Regions from separate parts of the Rattus norvegicus genome. Here region 1 is linked to region 2. The links are chromatin contacts, called in public Hi-C maps. All regions are on one chromosome and are shown on one strand. The core of a region is the stretch at or near the end of the contact, and the rest is flanking DNA. Distances in the headings are between cores, read along the strand shown. Region 1 overlaps Ppp1r1c (protein phosphatase 1, regulatory (inhibitor) subunit 1C). Region 2 overlaps Itprid2 (ITPR interacting domain containing 2).

Region 1 (3,392 bases), core at 56-2,555, 120 kb before region 2:
TTCAGTTTCTATCTGAAAGGCAGTGTCTTATACCAGTGACTATTGTGAATATTTTACTTTATTTTCTTCACATATCTATTTTCATATAACAGACAAGAATAGTTATAAAATTAGACTTTTTCACTTAATATTTTATCATTTTTGATGAATACCCCCCACTCTATGTTTATAACAGATTAAAGATAAAATAAGATAAAATCTAGAAGCAAGAGATAGTACATTTGTACCTTTTCCCACAAAGTTGTACCAAGTCACATTTCAGTGACAATATCTCTTATCCCATGTGCTCATGAAGTATGAGGAAAATCTTAGGGGTAATTGTTGGTAAGTCTAACATCCCAAGTTCAATACCAGAACCTGTGTTGGAAGGAAAGAACTGACTCCTCAAAGTTGTTTTCTGACCAGGGATATCACTGTGCTCATATACATACTTCAAACACATGTACACATGCACGCACGCACACACACATACACACACACACACAGTGACTACAGAAAGATTGTAAACTGAAAATTTTCTAATTATACCAATGTAAAAAATGTAAATTCAACTGGGCTTGTGGATTCATATATATCTGGGAAATATATTTAAAATATAAATAAAAAAGTGGATCAGATTTTATGAAGGAAGAAGCAAGAGGGAGTGCCATAGGAACCAGTAGAATAAAATAACTCGGAAGATCAAATTGAAATGTGAGAGTGAAAAGCAAGCAAACACATTATGTAATCAATGTGTTGAGAGCTGTCACAAATCGAGGGAAAACTGTTGACACTCAGGTAAATACAAGCTGTGAGCTGATATTTTCTTTAAAAAACGTTATTAGTGGCTCTCAACAACATAAAAAAGCTATCTCGTTCATAACTCAAAACTTAAAAAAATTAGTCCTTGAATGTCTATTTTAAAATATTTTATGTATTAGTGTGTGTGTGTGTGTATGTGTGTGTGTAAGAGAGAGAGAAAGAGAGAGAAAAAGAGAGAGAGAAAGAGAGAGAGAAAGAGTATGTATGTATGTATGTATGTATGTATGTATGTATGTATGTATGTATCAACACACTTTCATTTGACCAGAAACTAAAATACAGTGGACAGCAAAGACCAAACACGCATGCTATGTGATCAGCTTTCTCCCCTGTCCTCTGTCTTAAACATTCCCCTTGTGTCATGTTATGGAGTCTTGTACTCTTGGGAAATAAAGTCCCAGTTCCTGAATTTCAGAATATACTGGCACTTGGTTCTGTCCTGTAGTCAGAGCAAACAGTAGCCGTAGACAGAAGAAACATTGTACACAGTGAATTCTTGAGGGATTGTTTCTGGGTGATAAACTGGTGGCAGCAAAACACAATGTATCCCCCACTTTGCCTAAGGCGGATTACACCAGAATTTAATTATCTTGTAGAAGAAAGTATCTTTGGCACCCTAATGCCTTTTTTTGTTTTTTTGTTTTGTTTTAGATTCAGAGTGCAGTTGAAGGCTGACGATGCATAAAATAATGATGAGCACTTTCAGGAGGAAAGAACTCACAACTGCCCACGTCTTACTGTTACAGGCAGTGTCATTAGAACTCATTACTCTCCTGGAAAGTGTGTGTTTATGTGTAGGGGGACAGATGTGGGTAACAGAAATCTTGCAAAAATAAACCCAGGTTGAAAGAAAATTTCTGTTAATCATTCCGTTGCCTCTGTCTCACATCAAGACACTGTGAATATTTAAAAATATGAACATCCTTTCTTTCTTCCACAATTTTGATTTTTTTGTACTTCAATAACAGGAAAAAAATCCAGGAGATCTTAGTGTTCCAAATGCCTGGGCCTTTGCAATAGATTCTTAGACCAAATAAGGTCCCTTCAAAATGAATTATACTCTCATCCTGTACCAAGAGAACCGATTTTCAAGGTATGTTTGTGACTGTCTTCACAAATAAATATGCTCAGTCTTCCTATGTTAACGTTATTCAACTAAGCATTGTGGCTTTCTATGGGTGCTACCAGACTCAATGGTGTGCTGCACTTTTCAGAAGCCTCATCTTTGCCCCATAAGACATTGTCAGCTGTGGTCTCCAGCTATACAGGACAGAATGGCTTTTCTCCCAGTAGGTGGCAGTTGATTAGAGAATTCTCTGGTGATATCGCTGTGGCCTTCAATGCCTGACAGTGCTTTTACAAAAATATCCCTTTCAATCTTAAAATGTTATTTCTATTGCTAGAATAATTCAGCAACCACTCAATCCCTTCTTTCCTGAGTCAGAAAAGGGAGGGAATGTGGAACTGGGCTTACAAACAGACCTTCCCCATAACTAAGGCTCTGTTACCAAAGCAAGATGTAATTTGGCAAACTTGATCCTTTGTGTCCTTCAGGTTAACTTCCAAAGGTGACTTGATGCCAGGTACACACAGGTATGTTTTAGAGATGGCGAATGACCCGTGGTTCTGTCAGATACACTCTGAAATCCACTTAAACGCTGTGAGAACTCCACTACCTGACTGTATCCCTCCTGCTCACTTCTCCGTTCTGTCCTTGAAATGCTGAATAGTCCTTGTTTCCCATGCGTGTGCCCACCTGCTGCTTTCGAAGTATGCCTCTGTTCTTTTCATGGAGAAAGTGAGAATTCATAATTTGTTTACCAGATTCTATTGATTGAGGTAGGAAATTTTTGTGTGCACTTGAGGAAAACCGAGCAAAGAGAATGCCCAACTCTGTTCAGAGGTAAGTATGGGTGTCTGCCTGGTTAGAGCAGTAGTTTTGTTATAATTTCTCCAAGGGAAGGGGAGGTGTTTCCAGAATGGTATATGAAAGTGTACATTTGAATGTAGTTAGACGTTGACATCTACTTGCCTTTTTGATGCACATGGCTTCTCCATCCTTGACACCAGTAGCTTAGCATGTAGGATAAGGATTGGTCAGAAGGATAAAAACGATATAGAGACATTTGTATCCATAATGAATGGGTATGGCTTTATATAGGATATAAAGTTTTGCAGTGTTTTTGGTATGGTTTAGCATGTTAGCACGCACATGAGACATATAACAACTGTTAAGTGAAAGCTTCTCCATTAGTAATGCTATAATATATAATATATGCATGTACATACATATGGTATCCAGAAGCTTTACTAGTTATAATATGTTACACACACACACACACACACACACACACACTCACGCACACACACACACACACACACACACACGAATATATGTTATAAATATATGACAAGGTAGCTTTATTTACTGGAATCGAGAGAGGGACAGAAAAGGGAAAGGTACGAACCACTTTTAGTTGTATATTAGAATTAATCTTCTTTCACCCTCTTCCATTCATGATCCCTGTCATGTGATCGGGAGCCCCAGAATCTCTAATCCAATAGATGTTTTTTGTCCTGAGTATCCCACT
Region 2 (3,340 bases), core at 254-2,753:
TCTACCTTCTACGGCCATTCATGAACACTAAATAACAAAGATTTTCAGATGCACCACACTTTATAGACCCATTTTAAGTGGGTATGAAACATGAAAATCTGAGTATTGTAGCCACTGTACATAAGATAAATGCAGTATATAGGAAAGGAATCATTGAAATTCTATATTATACAAGATGTTAAGCATTCTCTAATAAGACAACTTTATTACATCTTCCTGTTTATCATTCAATTAAAAATGAACGCTAAATATTATGGTAACACAGATATTGCTAGCATAAAATATAAAAGAGTATCTAAGAGCCTGGGAGGTTGAGACCGAAGGATTATTTGAGTCCTTGAACTTGAGACCACCTTGGACAAGCCCTATCTCAATAAGAAAGAAAAGAACCCAATGAACACGAATCTCCATTGTCTAGTACATTTTACTCGAGGAGCACAGAAATGATACCATCTCGAGAATAATAAGAGAAAGCTGGGGGTGGTGGCACATGCCTTTAATCCTAGAACTTGGGCAGCAGAAGAAGATAGATCTCTGAATTCAGGGCCAGCCTACTCTACAGAGAGAGAGTTCCAGGGCAGACCAGGGTAAATACTGAGACCCTGTCTCAAAAAACCAACACCCAACCAACCAACCAACAACAGAACAAAGAAAGAGAAAGAAAATGAAAGTAGCCACATTGAAACTAGCACTGAAAATAACACAATGCCTGTAATAAGCCATTTCACAGCAGAACTGTGAACAAATAAATTAGCTCTAAAGTTCCTCATGCTATAGAGACCACTTGGGTTCGGAGTAAGAGAAGACATGGGGCTTCAGAGTATGAAAATTCTAGACTGGCTAGTAAAAGCACTTTTGTGAGCACAATTTCCAAAAGGTTGTATTGACATCAGACAGACTACTTGACGCGCATGCGCACACACACACACACACACACACACACACACACACACACACACACACACACGATTTTTTCTTGCAACACACAATGAATGACTTGCTGGTACAACATGTGAGGCTGCATCGACATAGTGCTTAGAGCCCCAAAGCCAGGACCCTTAAATGTTCTCTAAAACATTCCAAAGGAATGCATGAGAAGCTGTGTTTTTACCTAAACACATGTTTAAACATGTCAGATACACTGACAGTTGTAAACCCATCCTAAAAGCTAAATTAAACAGAGTACCTTTATAAAAAGCATGCCAATCTATGCTACTTATTCTTGACATTTGAGGCTGACTCTCCTCTGAGAATGGCACATTTTCACATATCCTATAAACCATCTTTTTATTCCTACACATATGTACATTCTCAAGTATCTGTAAATGGTTTTGGTCATGATCACCCATATCACAAATGACTCAGACAAATTCTAAGGCAGTACTGTTTTGTCCTCAACTGGGATTTGTACACAATCTGGAATGAGGAGGGCTCTTGGGTTGACAAAAGTTTAAGTACAGACTGTGCATTAAACACTTGTATGAAAGGACTGTGTATGGACATTCTCTTTCCAAAGGGGATTCAGCTGACTGAGTGCACTGAAGTAACAAAGCAGTCTTTAAACCTCCCAGGGTTCAGTGATGGAAACAAAGGCCTGACAGATGGCATTGTTTTCATGCACCCAGGAGTGCAGTAAGATAGAAAAAAAAAAGGTCCCTGAGAGTGTCTGCCAAACACTCTTAATCCTCACCTGCAGAGCTGTTCTATCCTAGATCAGATCTTGCCTTCCTGAATACTGGCTTTGTTAATGGGGTTAAGGGCCACAAATTTACTGGGAAGATAGAATCAAATTTTATTTTCTTGGTAGCAAATACAATAAGCTTTGTAACTTGATATTTAGTACTGTGGACATTTAACGTTAAAAGATTATCAGCTAGAAATAAATGAAGGAAAAAAATCAGTATCTAAAATATTTTATAAACAAACTTTAAACATAAAACCACCTAGCTGAGTTAGGATAACAATATGAATTGGTTTTTGAATTTTAGCTAGCAGTGAACCAAGGGATCTATCGCGTATGTTCTCAAAATACTTCAGCAAGTTTGATTTGCTAAGCACACCATCAACATCCTTGTGCTCGGTAAGTCCTTTGTGGACAGCAAGGGTAAATGTTAAAGCAGATTTCCTTTAAATGTTGACACATTCTGAGCTAAAGGGCTTCTCGAGAAGGGTTTAGTAACACATTCTGAAAAGTTTGTCAAACATCTGCCTTCCACACTAATTTAAATGCTGACAAAGTATAACATCTTTCATATTTAATAGGAGATTCCTATAAATGATTAAGTAATTCCCTAGGACCAAGGCAGTAAAATGGAAACAAATGACTTCTTCTATAGTCTGTGCTATTGGCCAAAGAATCAATATTCTAGTCTATGCCAACACGCTCTTCCTAGACAATTATTTGCAACATGGATCAGGCCAACGAACTTTTTAAAATGAAAACTCAGGCATGCTTTAAAGGAGCAACTATGCCAAATAAGCGATAGGAAGCCAGGTTTTCAAGAGAACTTCAAACCAAAGCAAATTAAGAGGAACGAAAGTATCAGAATTTAGTAGAGGGAAAAAAAGGAGTTAGCGAACTTGTCATGAGCAAATGCAGCTCAGGCTGAGTGATTATCTAATCTAACTAAAGTACTGTCCTGTGTATAGACAAGTTCCTGTTTCTGTTCCTACCCAGGCACACCTGACTGAGGAAGGTGAGTGTACACTTTGCCACATTTTAGTTAGCCACATCAAGTCATAAAAATAACTCCATTTTCAGAACAATACATGTATAGAATTGAAGTGCTCCACTAGTTCGTAGTCAAGTCTGGAGAATAAACAAAAACCACGCACCCTGCACCTATACTGATTTTGAAAATGGGCATTTGTGTAAACATATCAGAAATCCTGGGTAACAATTTGCATGTAACACAAAAGTCACATCTTTTTTTGAATATCATCCTCAACACACACACAGGTGGTTACAGAAAGCAACTTTCAGCTGAATCCAGGAACTTAAAACACAAAATACGGGGAACTTAAAAATCTACCAGCAAGGTCAGTCCTGTGCACAGGCACTCCTACCCACAGCTTTGTCAGATTCCAGGCCGTCCTTTCACCCCATCTTGGTAACTGACAAGCTCCAATGCTGGCTCCCAAGCCTGGATACCACAAGCACAAGTCAAACGTTTCCAAGGTCAAGTACCATCTTGTATGATCTGCTTCCTGACTATGTTAACCATGAGGAAACCATGCTACTGCTTTAATTAGTTTATATTTTTTTGTCCTTCCTTGTGTCACTGGTAAAGTCCAGAGTATTATCCTTCCAATCCTATTCTTCCTGAGAAGTCCTGCAGGT

The links. Hi-C and Micro-C count contacts between places; a contact is called where the count stands out from the background.
Region 1: a contact with region 2 is called in a Hi-C map of Schwann cells, with 5 times the contacts expected there. The contact joins two enhancer-like sites. A contact is called at or near these places in 3 of 12 Hi-C or Micro-C datasets (the A7r5 cell line, the Rat2 cell line and Schwann cells).

Annotation. Positions count from the first base shown.
Region 1 is chr3:85,096,709-85,100,100 of GRCr8, reverse strand. The region is part of intron 4 of Ppp1r1c (protein phosphatase 1, regulatory (inhibitor) subunit 1C); the gene reads right to left. Among named protein-coding and RNA genes, the nearest start is that of Ppp1r1c, 75 kb to the right of the region's middle. Within about 2 kb of position 1,305, at least 1 of the 93 cell types and tissues checked has an H3K27ac peak or open chromatin away from gene starts, as enhancers often do. A contact at or near this core is called in Schwann cells, where this site is marked.
Region 2 is chr3:84,973,089-84,976,428 of GRCr8, reverse strand. The region is part of intron 16 of Itprid2 (ITPR interacting domain containing 2); the gene reads right to left. Among named protein-coding and RNA genes, the nearest start is that of Itprid2, 31 kb to the right of the region's middle. Within about 2 kb of position 1,503, at least 16 of the 93 cell types and tissues checked have an H3K27ac peak or open chromatin away from gene starts, as enhancers often do. A contact at or near this core is called in Schwann cells, where this site is marked.